2 separate regions of the Sus scrofa genome follow, and region 1 is linked to region 2. A link is a contact called in public HiChIP or PLAC-seq data. All regions are on one chromosome and are shown on one strand. The core of a region is the stretch at or near the end of the contact, and the rest is flanking DNA. Distances in the headings are between cores, read along the strand shown. Region 1 overlaps SYN3 (synapsin-3). Region 2 overlaps SYN3 (synapsin-3).

Evidence for each region. HiChIP or PLAC-seq counts read pairs in DNA pulled down with a chosen protein or histone mark.
Region 1: an H3K27ac HiChIP or PLAC-seq map of skeletal muscle shows a contact between it and region 2, with 11 times the contacts expected there. The contact joins two enhancer-like sites. A contact is called at or near these places in 4 of 47 Hi-C or Micro-C datasets (embryonic fibroblasts, heart right ventricle, retroperitoneal adipose tissue and 1 more) and 1 of 2 datasets of contacts at active chromatin or transcription factors (skeletal muscle).

Annotation. Positions count from the first base shown.
Region 1 is chr5:12,483,395-12,490,267 of Sscrofa11.1, reverse strand. SYN3 (synapsin-3) reads right to left here. Exons shown (of 14, transcript XM_021091548.1): 11 at 1,757-1,891; 12 at 822-909. Among named protein-coding and RNA genes, the nearest start is that of FBXO7, 39 kb to the left of the region's middle. Within about 2 kb of position 5,252, at least 24 of the 83 cell types and tissues checked have an H3K27ac peak or open chromatin away from gene starts, as enhancers often do. A contact at or near this core is called in skeletal muscle, where this site is marked.
Region 2 is chr5:12,105,496-12,111,799 of Sscrofa11.1, reverse strand. The region is part of intron 3 of SYN3 (synapsin-3); the gene reads right to left. Among named protein-coding and RNA genes, the nearest start is that of MIR9790, 80 kb to the right of the region's middle. Within about 2 kb of position 1,274, at least 2 of the 83 cell types and tissues checked have an H3K27ac peak or open chromatin away from gene starts, as enhancers often do. A contact at or near this core is called in skeletal muscle, where this site is marked.

The DNA of each region.
Region 1 (6,873 bases), core at 4,003-6,502, 370 kb before region 2:
CAAAGTTGCCCTGAGGCTCCAAGCTGGCACCAGAGCAGTGAGTGTGCCCACAGGGTTCTGACTGTAAGAGAGGATGGGCTGGTCTCCTCCCCAGGCCCAAGCGTGGGAACACCTGAGCAGGTGGCAGCCTGAGAGAAGTTAGTTATTGCCACGATTTCTTTTCATCTCGTCATCAATAGCTCATCCATTCTCTAATAATGGCAGCAGTTATGCAGTAATGCTGAGAGATCTTTTGGGGAACAATTTCAACTGACAAGGATATATACAATATTCCAGGCACTTTCCAGATCTGGAAGGCCAGACTTGTTAACCTGCCATTTTCTTGCACTTCCTTGGACAAAGCCTCAACATCCACCTCAGTAGAAAGGAAATACTGTCATTTTCGCTGTTGACAAGTTGGGAGGCTGAACATGAGAAAATAAATGGGATGGCCCCTAGCACAGTGCCTGCTACATATAAGGTGCTTAATACATTTGCCTTCTGTCTTCATTTCCTCCTTTCCTGATTTTTTTTTTTTTCCCGCCTCACGAGTGGCAGGTGGAAGTTCCTGGGCCAGGGATCTAGCCTGTGTCATGACAGTGACCTGAGCTACAGCAGTGACAATGCCAGATCCTCACCTGCTAGACCACAAGGGACTTTACTCCTTTCCTGACTTTAAGGGGGTGACAAACCTCATAGTCTCCTTCATTCTGCATATCTGGGGATAAAGTATTAAGACGGAGTTTTCCAGAGTGCCTTCTGGAAGTCACCTGTGGTCCTCAGTGCATTTCAACATCCTCGCTGGATGGTTTCTCTCAGTGGGTGGCTCCTGTGGGTCTTACCTTGTGTGGGTGGCCGAGGCTGGGGCTGTCCAAGTGGAGGCCCCAGCTGGGCTTGCCCGGGGGATTTTGCTGGTTTAGTCTGAGGAGCCTAGAGCAAGAGAAGAGATCACCACAGTGATTTACTTCCCGGATGGGAGGGCGGGATATATAAATACCTGTTCATTACTAAGGTAAAAATTACATACAGGTTGTAAGTATATAGCACGAGATTTTACATGTGGATGTATCCGTGTGCCTGCCGTGCAGATCCAGATAGAACGCTTCCAGTGAAGGCCGCCCTGTGCCTCCTCCCGGCCAGCAGCCCCCTAGAGCATAACCATCATTCCTGTATCTGTTATCACGGGTGTGTTTTTGTCGGGGGAGGGGGTGCAGGTTTTGAGACTTGCTTTTCCAGAAAGCCAGGCAGCTAGCAAATTCTTTGGAGAATGATCTAGTAATTCATGGTGAGGACTGTGGAAGGGAGGAACTCCGTGGGAGCGTGTCGAGTTTGGAGGATGGGCAAATGGGAGATGCAATAGTCTCTATTGACTGGTGTCCTGGGAGGGCATGCGTGTACATGCTCATGCACACATGTGCGGACACACACACACACACACACACACACTCCTGCTCTTTGCTCAGGCCCCGGATTGAGGGCAGTGAGGGGACAACTGGTTTCTTATGTTAATAACCTCTGCCTACACACACCCAAAGCCCGGTTGAAACAAGGTTTTTCTACCCAAGATGGTGGAGGAGGAAGGGCCCCTTGGAACCTCCCAAACTCCCCTGTCAGGAGCAGGGGTACAAGCTCCCCCCAGAAGCCAGCCCACACCCCATTCCTTTATCCCCAGGCTAATTCCCCTATGGGGGTGTTTCCTCTGGCTCAGGACTCCCATTCTCAGACAGCCAGGCCTTTCTCATGGCTACACAGTCTCCCTTACTCCCAAAGACATTACCCAAGGCCTCAGGGGCGAGGGCACTGTGCCCCCTGGCATCAGGAGTTGGCTCATTTTGGAGACGACGAGGTCGGCCATCAGCTGTTTGTCTTCTTCCACGTGTTCTCCAATCAGGGGCATTGAGCTGTCCATCACCTGTGGAAGAGAAAGGAGGCCTAGGGAGCCCTCATGCCAGGCAGCTAAGCAGTGCAGCTCAGGAGGGCGGGCTCAGCGCTCAGGACAGAAGTGACCACTAGATGGCAATGTTCTCCATGCAAAACCCAGCCCAGCGCCTCCGCTGGGAATGACCCCCGTGGAGACGACCAGTTTGCCCACAGTTGGGTCTAAATCAATTCCCTGGATTCAGTTCAATTCAGGCTACATTTGCTGGACCTCAGACATGCAACCAAGGGTTCAGAGCCTCTGCTGACCTTTTCTGCTCTTTTTTTGGGGAGCTGGTTTCCGCCTCTGCCTCTTCCCCATCTTGGCCCTCACTCAGGCTTGGGGCTAGTCCTTTGAACTTTGGCCCAAGGTCAAGATTTTCCACCAAACTGGAAGCAGTGAAGGTGGGGGCTTGGTTATGACCAAAAAAAAAAAAAAAAAAAAAAAAAAATGACATGGGTTGGCGCTGACCCAGGGTTGGGAGAGAAGAGGCAAGGCCTGTTCTCTGGGGCTCTGGCAGAATATACTCCTGGAGACAAACGCCTTCCACAGGGAGCAGGCTGCTTCTCAAAGCAGGCACAGCACTTGTATTGGGAAGAGGCCTGAGAGATCATATTTGAACATCTGCTCTTTTTGCAGATGGGGAAATCAAGGCCCAGAGATGGGAAGGGACTTGCCCAAAGTCATGCCTGCCAATGATCCAGGTAATTCTCCAGGCACGGGCAGCTGTAGAATTCTCAAGGGGGAATAGGGCCTGGGCAGCCCCTCTGTCTCCTCCCTCACTGCGGGAATGCAGCTTGTTTACCCACCCGCCCCCATCAAATGAACTGTCTTGTCACCCCTTTTCCTAAGCTCTGGAGTCCCCAGGTTCTCTCCCCTGTCCAGGTGCTTGTGCATGTCATTCCCTCTGCTCACTTGTTATCAGACTCATTCCTTCTCACCCATAGGGGAACACCTGGCCAGCCCTCCCTCTGGGAAGCCCTCGTCTGTTTTCCTGCTGTCCTCACTTTGCTTGTCCTGTGGGAGAGCTTACCCCATGGTGCTGTCATCTCCTGTTTATGTGTGTCCCCAACCAGACTGTGAACACTTGAGTTGGGGATAGGCCCTGTGTCCTGTTAGACAGGTGTGCCCTCAATAAGAGCCTGCTGAATGGAGGAATGAAAAACCCTCACAGTAAGTCCTGTCCATAATGATAAGGATACTGAGAAGGGCTATATTTCATTACACTGTGCCAGGTGCTGTTCTAAGCACTCGATATGGATAATTTCACACAAACTTCAAAACAGATCTTTGACACAGGTACTATCATTATCCTTGTCATGGTGGGAAGGCTGAATCAGAGAAGTAGCAAGTTCAAGGATAGTCTGCTGGCAAGCCATGCATGGTCCTTCCAAGTCTCACCCATCACTGAGCAGCTCTCTTTGCTGTGGAAATAGGAGACCTGGATTCCAGGCTTTGGTTCTACTGTAGACTTGCTGTGTGATCTTGGCAGGTCACTTTTCCTCTATGTGCCTGTTGTTTTCCTCAACTGTAAACTGAGGGGTTTGGGCAGCTGCAAAAACCCTTCCAGCTGGGATTTTCAGGAGCCTGTGAGTCTAAAGCACCTACTATGGTTGGGAAGCTGAAGAGCAAACTCAAGGATGTGAATGCAGATGCTCTTACGGACAGTCCTGCAAAGTGTCTTCAGACTGAGCTCCTTATGAGTTGGGCCTGGGTCCTTGGCATCCTGGATCCCAGTGCCCGGCACACGGACAGTCTCTCAGGCAGTGTGGGCTGAGCTGAGTTATAACCGTGGAGTCTAAGTGTGCGCAGGCCTATCCTTTCTCCCCTGAACCTGCCCACCCCTTTCTGTTCCGGTTTCTGTTTCCTATATTTCCTGCAGTGGAAAACAGCCGCCACAAGGAACCTGAGGTCAGAGCATTTTGGAGTCCCCACGGTGGACATAGCCAAAGGAAGTGGACATTCTGGTCTCCCCAGGGAAACATTTTTTTCCAGTGAGCAATGTCATTGCTTGGACAGGTCATGGAGGACAAGTTCAAGGGTCTTTCCCCCGAGTATTTCACTGTGAGGACCTTCACAAAACATGTCCCACAAATTTTATGTCCTCACCACAGAGGCGGCTGAAGAAATCAGTATTTTTGGATCTCTTCTGTCTTTTTTTTTCCCCAACTGGGGAAAAAATATCTTTTATCTTCTTGGTAAAAAGCTCCCCATCTCCCTTGACCCCACTCTAAACTGAAAAGCCAGGGAAACAACTCTGCAATGTTTCTGAAAGAAAAAAAGAAAATCTAAAAAGTCATTTTCCCCTCCCTCCTGTAACATTTTTGGAAGATGTTTTCTTGTTTTTTAAAGTCCAAACCCACTTTTTTTTTCTTTTATTTTAATGTGAAAGGTCTTTCATTCCTGACCCTCTGAATGTCTGGAGGTAGGGAGCCTTGGCCCCTCGGGTACAAATTTTTGTTTCCTGAGAGGGAATTTTGAGGAAACTCAGAGATGCAGGAGCTCTTGAGGGCAGAGATAATGCTGAAGCAAGACAGAAGGGGCTGCACTCCCAGGAGGGAGGGGAAGGGAGTGCAGGGGTCCTTCATCTGCTGATTGCCTCTCGCCTCCCAGGTGGAAGCTCTAAGGGACAGTGTCTCTACTATTGTGTTCACTGCTGTATCCCCGTCACCTGGCTTGGGGTCTGGTGTCCAGAGCAGGGGCTCAATAGCGGATGAATGAATGGATGAATGAATCCATGACTGCATGTGTGCCAAAGCTGTGTTCATGTCTGGTGGTCTCTGTGCAGAGATGCAGAGGCAGGCGGGCCAGGAAGGGTCTCAGGAGAGGCAATACCCCCAGTATTGGCCTGCAGCTCCCAGGCATCCTCAGGAAGGTGGGAGCCTTCTTCCTCCAGGGAGCAGCCTGGCGCTTGCTTAGAAGCAAGTACACAGGCCAGCAGTTCAGCTCCTTCAATGTCCTCTGAGGAGGGGTTGGTGAGGGGACTTGAGGGGAGAGCTATTTTCTAGAGCAGGACTGAACCTGCAAGTATAGATGCAACTCATCCTTGGAAGCTACCTGGTCTTTCTGGGGTGGGTGAGTGTGGGCAGAGGAATGGTGTCCACCCTAGACTCCCTCCCCTTCACTTCCAAGCTGGCTCCTCCCTAGGCTGGAGTATGAAGGCCCGCCTGGCATGGCTGGGGGCGAACAGCAGGGCTCCCATCCATGGAGTCACCTGGCCCTGCCGCGCTGTGGGTCCTGGGTGTGGAGCAGACACGCGGGGATGGAGGACTGGCTGGCTCCTGCGGTCACCCCGGCCATGTGCTTCCCATTAGCCGCCCACACCCCAGGGAGGGGGGCAGCCGCAGGGCTCTCCCTCACGTGTCTTGGCCTTGTGTCAGCACTGCCTCTCTGCTGTGGTTTGAGGAGAAGGCCATGGAAGGGAAGTGCCGTAAGGAGCTCTGGGGGGTGTGAGTGTGGAGTGGCGAGGCTAGGGAGGGAAGGGAGAACTCTGAGCCAGAGGGCATTTTCAGAGGAAGCAATGGAGAGCCTTGGGCTGGGGTGGTGGGGGCAGGGGACAGGGGGCAGGGAAAGGGAGTTAGGATGGGACATGGAGACTGTGAAGTGAGGAAGGACATGGGGAGCCATGGAGGAAAGAGGGGGACTGTGGCATTGGGGGAGGCAAGGGAGGATCCACGGAGGGGAGAGAGGGATTGTGGGATTGGGGGGAGGCATGGGGGGAGTCATGGAGGGAGGGGGGATTGTGGGATTGGGGGGAGGCATTGGGGGGAGTCATGGAGGGAGGGGGGATTGTGGGATTGGGGGGAGGCATGGGGGGAGTAATGGAGGGAGGGGGATTGTGGGATTGGGGGGAGGCATGGGGGGGAGTCATGGAGGGAGGGGGGATTGTGGGATTGGGGGGAGGCATGGGGGGAGTCATGGAGGGAGGGGGGATTGTGGGATTTGGGGGAGGCATGGGGGAGTCATGGAGGGAGGGGGATTGTGGGATTTGGGGGAGGCATGGGGGAGTCATGGAGGGGAGGGGGGATTGTGGGATTTGGGGGAGGCATGGGGGGAGTCATGGAGGGGAGGGGGGATTGTGGGATTTGGGGGAGGCATGGGGGGAGTCATGGAGGGGAGGGGGGATTGTGGGATTTGGGGAGGCATGGGGGGAGTCATGGAGGGGAGGGGGATTGTGGGATTGGGGGAGGCATGGGGGGAGTCATGGAGGGAGGGGGATTGTGGGATTGGAAGAGACATAGGGGGAGCTATGCAGGGAGATGGGGACTGTGGAGCCAGGAGAGACATGGGCAGCATGGAGGGGAGATGGGGATTGTGGGACTGGAGGAGGCTGGGGCCTCTGGAGGGAGAGGGGCATTGTGGGATTGGGAGAAGGTGGAGAGGAAGTTGTGGGGGTGTGGGGAGGGTGATGAAAAGACTACAGAGACCTGTAGGCAACAGCTCTGGAGGACATCAGGAACTGTGGGCCTGTGGGATGCATGGGCTGCAGGAAGTTGAGGGGGAGAGTCTGGGACTCCGAGCCCCTTTGAGCCTCTCTCTTACAATTAATTTTCCTTCTATCACGCTCCGTTCCTAACCTTCAGCGCCCTTACTTGTTTACTATTCTTTCCTGCCGGCCTGTCCACCCCATGTCTGTCTTGCTTACTGGCTCTGTCTCCTGAGCTCTCCCACACCAAGCCTAAGGGAACTCCTGAGTACATGTTTGTTGAATGAACAGATGATGGAATCTCTGCATGGTGACCAGGGAAGTGTGCCCTCTTTACACACTTGGACACTGAGAAAATAGAAGAGGCCCAAGGAGACAGAATCTTGCCAATTCTTAGCTACTGCTCTTCTCCTACTGTTGGGGCCACAGGTTGCAGAAAACTGCCAAACCTCCTGCCTAGAGCTCTGGAGGCTCAGCTCAGAGTCCCTGGGCGCAAAGGCTTTAGATGTGGCCAAGGGTGGGGACTGGGGGGTGGTAATTGAAGGTGGTG
Region 2 (6,304 bases), core at 25-2,524:
GTGCGGGAAGGACCTGTTTCAGGCTCCTTTGCTTAGGGTGTAGATGGCCATCCTCTCCCTACGTCTCAACACAACGTTTTCCCTCTGTAGCCAAGTTCCTCTTTAACCAGTCATACCGGATTAGGACTCACTCTGATGACCTCACTTTAACTTGATTACCATTTTAAAGATCCTATCTCCAAATGCCTAGGTCCACATAAGGTCCCATTCTGAGGTACTGGGGGTTAGGTCTTCAACATACAAATTTCAGGGAGATACAAGTCAATCTGTAACCCCATCCTAAAAAATACACAGTACTAAACTGCCTTTTACAAAGAAGCCAAAAGCTACTTCTTTGGATTTAATGAATAAAAATAACTTCTCACATACATGAAACACTCACTATGTGCCAGGTACTGCCCTAAGCATTTTATACGTATGAATTCACTTAATCCTCACACATGTCCAGATGAAAAATTGAGGCAGAGGGAGATCAAATAACCTGTACAATGTCACACAGTAGGTAGCAGAGCCAGGATTTAATGCCAGGCAGTCTGGCTCCAGCCTGTGCTTTCAACTGCTACACCTCACTGTCCCTACCATTTAGCTGAATAAGGCAAGGCCTTAAGTGGATTACAACTGGGAATTTTAGGTACCTAAAATAACATACTTAAAGAGAGAAACAAGTTTACATTGAAGGGAAATATCATTTGATGACAATTTAAATGTATCCCCTTGGAATTACTTACCAGGAATTATGACCAAAGACCTATGCATCTCCCCAGATGGCATTAAAGCACACCCAGAGTGCTTGCATCTCTTGCTCTAATTAATAACTTCATTTTGATGTGGCAAGGTAAAAAGCAAAGAGCCCTGTTAATGAGGCCAAGTTGGTAAATAGTGGTAATGACCTAGTTATTAAATCTAATGTCTTAAAAATTCAGTCCCATCATGTTGATACTTTACTGGCAACATTACAAAGAATTAGAAAGAAAAGTTGTTAATTGTGTAAATGGAGAAAAAGAAATTAGAAGAAAGTTGCAACACAGGATAGCTCAGTACTAAATATATGATAAAAGGGAGTGAATCAGAATCTTGGATGGGAGGACCTCCAGCTTATAAATGGCAAAGACCCAGGGGACTGTCTTGCTGCCCAAATGGAAAGAGAAATATCCGGGTAGAAGACAACCTCAAGCTAGGTATACAAGTCAGAAGTTCATCTTGTTTGGATCTGTGCGTCTACAGTTGTTTCCTAGTCCTGGTTTATGAGTTATTACAGGAGGTAGATGCCTGGGTAGGTGCCTATATATAGAACCAAGCCTCTGTTGGGTCAAGTACAGAAGGAAAGGGCACCCTTCTGTATTTAGCTTTCTGAAACCTTCAACAGCCATGGAAATGAACATACAAGTATCCAGCCATCTCTCCTTCAAGACGGCATGATGACCCTCCTGGTAGAGTCCTAAAGACCAGCCAATTTTGGAGACCTCTCATAGAAACTATAGTGAGTTGAACTGTACCCTCCTAAAGATATGTCCGAGTCCCAAACCTTGATACCTGTGAATGTGACCTTGTGTGCAAACAGGGTCTTTGCAAATATAATTAAGGCTCTCAGACAAAATATACTAAGTGATAGTTTTCAGACACTGAACAGCAGACATTGCAGGACTGTGACCACTGAACAAAGGAAACAAATGGAATTATCCCTGAGACTGCCCTAGCTGGCTGCCTTAAGGCCGTTGCCAGGCATGGGAGAATGCCATCAGTGCCCAGCAGTCTCAGTGGGCTGAAGAGTCCAGAGGTCAGAATTTAGGGAGGCTGAAGTGGCTAGAATTTGTAGAGTAAAGATACAGTTGCACAGAAAAAGACCTCCATGGGCAGATCTGTAGGTCTTTGGCTGAGCACTAATCTGAGCACGTATGAAAGGAAAGTTTGCAGGGCCAGTGAAAGAACTATCAACAAACAGTAGACTCAACATTCTCCAGAACTCACACAGGGCTGGGGATAGTTCATGTTCTCACCAGCTAGAATGTAAAGACCTTGTAATATGAGTAGAGTTCTCAAAAATTTAGTAGTGGGGCTAATTAGACCTGGACTGCAGGATACCCTAGATCTAGGATGACCAGTGTGTCCCAGTTTACCTGGAGCTTTCTCAATTTTAAAACTGAAAGTACCACTTCTCAGAAGCCCCCTCAGTTTCAGTTTTTAACTGAAAGTTCCATGTTCTGGGAAACCCCTTGTTCCCAGGCAGACTGGGATGATTAATCACTCAATCTAGATTTGTCCTAAGAAAAGCTTAAAAAGCATGCCCTGAAGGGATCTAATTTATTCAAGTAATTTACAAGTAAAAACAAAGTACAACACTATTTAAAGGAATACAACAAAATCCAGCATGCAACATGTTAAATTCACAATGTAAAATTTATGGCATTTGATTGTAAATTACTAGGCATGAAAGAAAGCAGGAAAATATAAACCATATTGAGGAGAAATCAAGAAAAGATCCAGAAATGAGAGAGATGATGGGAAGAGCAGAAATAGAAGTTAAAACAACTATTATAAATATATCCCACATTCTCAACAATGTAGAGGACAGAGAGAAATGTAAAATTAAAAAATGGAAAAAGAAAATTTTTACACATTAAAAATTTAATATTTTAATATAAAATGTATTATATGGGATTAATATCAATTAAACAATATAAAAGAAAATACTAGTGAACATGAAGAGAAAGCAATACAAATTTATAGAAAATGAAGGCAGATTTAAAATACTGGGAAAAAAAGAACCTCAGTGAGCTATGGGACAATATCAGTTTAATATATGTGTAACTGAAGAAGAAGAGGAAAGAGCATAAGGAAAATGATCTTTCCTTATGATCAAGATCATTATAAGAAAAATGGCCAAAAATCTTTGAAATTTGATGAAAACTATAAATCCACAGACCCAAGAAATTTAATGAGTCCCAAGGAAGAAACATAAAGAAAATCATACCAAGGCACATAATAATAAGCTTAATACAAACCAGTGATGAAGAGAAAAATTTCAAAGCTATCAGAAGGGGAAAATATACTTTATATAAAGAGGAACAAAGATAAGAATGTCAGCCAATGCCTTGTCAGAAAGCAGCAAATTAAGAGACAGTGGAACAGCTTCTTTTAAGTACTGGGAGAAAAAAAATGTCAACCTAGACTTTTATATTCAGTAAAATACCTTCTAAAATAATCGGGGTACACTAAAGACTTTTTCAAGCAAATAAAAGTTGAGAGAATTTGTTTCGAGTCTAAGGAATGTTAAAGGAAGTTCTTCAGGCAGGAGGAAAATAATACCAGAGGGAAATTTATATTGACACAAAATGAAGAATTTTGTATATGGTAAAAATATGGGTAAATACAATTTTTTTCTGTTTAAAATGTCTATAAAATAATCAACTTTTTTATATTTCTGAAAGCAAATTGATTCTATAGGAAATTATAATCATTTGGACAATGTATACTATCTTATTTTACTTCTAATCTCTCTGATGACTGTTTTCTTCAAATTCTTCTTAATTGAATTAGGATCAAGTTGTCATAGGCGTCCATACATGTAGGCACCTCATTTTCACTTTACATTCTTCCATAAAAAATGCACTTGATGCAACTGACAAGGGCTTAATCTCCAAAACATACAAACAACTCAACAGCAAAAAAGTAAACAACCCAAATAAAAAATGGGCAGAAGACCTAATAAACATTCTCCAAAGAATACATATGCATGGCCAACAGGCATCAAAAAATGCCCAACATCACTAGTTATGAGAGAAGTGCAAATCAAAAGCTACATTGAGATACTACCTCACACCTATTAGAATGGGCATCATTAATAAGTCTACAGATAACAAATGCTGGAGAGGGTGTGGAGAAAAGGGAACCATCCTACACTGTTGGTTGGAATGTAAATTGGTACAACCACCATGGAAAACTGTGTGGAGATTCCTCAGTAAACTAAACATACAACTACCATATGATCCAGCAATCCCATTCCTGGGCATATATCCAGACAAAACTTTCATTCAGAAAGATACAAACACCCCGATGTTCACTGCAGCACTATTCACAATAGCCAAGACATGGAAACAACCTAAATGTTCATTGATAGATGAATGGATAAAGAAGATATGGTACATATACACAATGGAATACTACTCAGTCATAAAAAAGAACAAGATATCACTTATATGTGGAATATAAAATATGGCACAAATGAACCTATCTACAGAAAAGAAATAGACTCACAGACCTGGAGAAAAGACTTGTGGTTGCCAAGGGGGAGAGGGAGGGAGTGGGAGTTTGGGGTTAGTAGATGCAAACTACTATATTTAGAATGGATAAGCAATAAGGTCCTGCTGTACAGCACAGGGAACTATATCCAATCACTTGTGATAGAACATGATAGAAGATAATTTGAGAAAAAGAAATGTATATATGTATGTATATATATGACTGGGTCACTTTATTGTATAGCAGAAATTGACAGAACATTATAAATCAACCATACTTTAACAAAAAAATTTAAGTGCATTTGAAAGTACTCTAGGAAGTATGTTCTTTTGCTTCAGTGTACTTCTCTGTATCTGAAGGTGAATAAGCAACTGTTTAAACAAAAGAATAGTATTGTTGGAGCTGTATTATGGGAGCTTATAACACATACAGAAGTAGGACATATAACAAGAACACGAAAACGTAATGGTAATATACTGTTAAAAGGTTCTTACACTATTTGTGAAATGGTGTGAAATTATTTAAAGATAGATCTTGATAAATTAAAGACACATAGTGTAAACTTAGAAGAATGTCTCAAAAAAAGAGGCATAGTTAAATTAAGTTCACAAATTTTAAGTTTAAAGCTTGATGAATTTTCATTGATTTCTACTTGTATAATGCATTTCAAGATGACAACACAGAACATTTCCAGCTTCCCTGAATGTTCCCTCATCCTCATTATAGCTGATATCAACTTTCATACTGTGATGCTCCCACTTTAATGTCTTCTATTTCCATAGCTCAGTTGTGCATGTTCTTGAACTTCATATAAATGGCATCTCACAGTATGTACTCTTTGGTATGTGCCTTTTTTCACTCATCATTATATCTGTGAGAGCCATCCATGCAGTTGTGGTTAGAAGCAATCATTTTGTTTCTGTGTAGTGTTTCATTGGACTATTTCTAGTCATTGGCTATTAAGAAAAATGTTGTTATGCACATTCTTATGCATCTCTTTCGGTGGAGAAGACACTCATTTCTGGGTATATACCTAGGAGTGAAATTGCTGGGTCAAGGACAGGTATATATTTAGCTTGAGAAAATACCACTGAAAAACTTCCCAAGGTGGTTTAGTAAGTTTAAACACCTACAAACAATATGAGAATTATAGTTGCTCCATGTCCTTTTTTCTTTTCTTTTTTCTCCTTTTCTTTCTTTCTTTTTTTTTTCTTTTTTTTTTTTGTCCTTTGTCCCCCTAGGGCTGCACCTGCAGCACATGAAGGTTCCCAGGCTAGGGGTCTAATCAGAGCTGTTGCTGCCGGCCTAAGCCAGAACCACATCAACGCCAGATCTGAGCCGCATCCGCGACCCACATCACAGCCCACAGCAATGCTAGATCCTCAACCCACTGAGTGAAGGCAGGGATTGAACCCACAACCTCATGTTCCCAGAGGGATTTGTTTCTGCCTTGCCAAGACGGGAACTCCTCCATGTCCTTTTCAATACTTCGTATTGCCAGTGTTATTCTGATAGGGGTTTAAGTGGTGGCACATTGTAGTTTTAATTTGCATTTCTCTAATAACTAGTGATGTTAAGGACCTTGTCAAGTGCTAATTAGAAATTTAGATAATCTCTTCGAGGAAATGCTTGTTCAAGTCTATTCATATTTGTAATTTCTTGTTTGCACTTTTTAACTAATATGTATTCTTATTAATAAGTATATAATAGGTATGTTAAGATATAGTCTAGATACACATTCTTTGTTGGATACATTCATTTGCAAATATCTTTTTCTAGTCTGTGGCTCGTCCTCTTACTTTTATAATTTTTAATTTTTTAAAATATGTTTTGGTTTCTGATATTCAATTGTTGGCTTTATTTTTATCTGTTTTTATTTTTGTTTATAGCCACACCCACAGCATATGGAAGTTCCTGGGCCAGGGACTGAATATGAGCTGCAGCTGCAACCTATGCCACTGTGGCAACGCCAGGTCCTCTAACCCACAGTGCTGGGTAATCGAACCCACTCCTCTGCAGTGACCCAAGCCACTGCAGTTAGATTCTTAACCCAGTGTGCCACAGT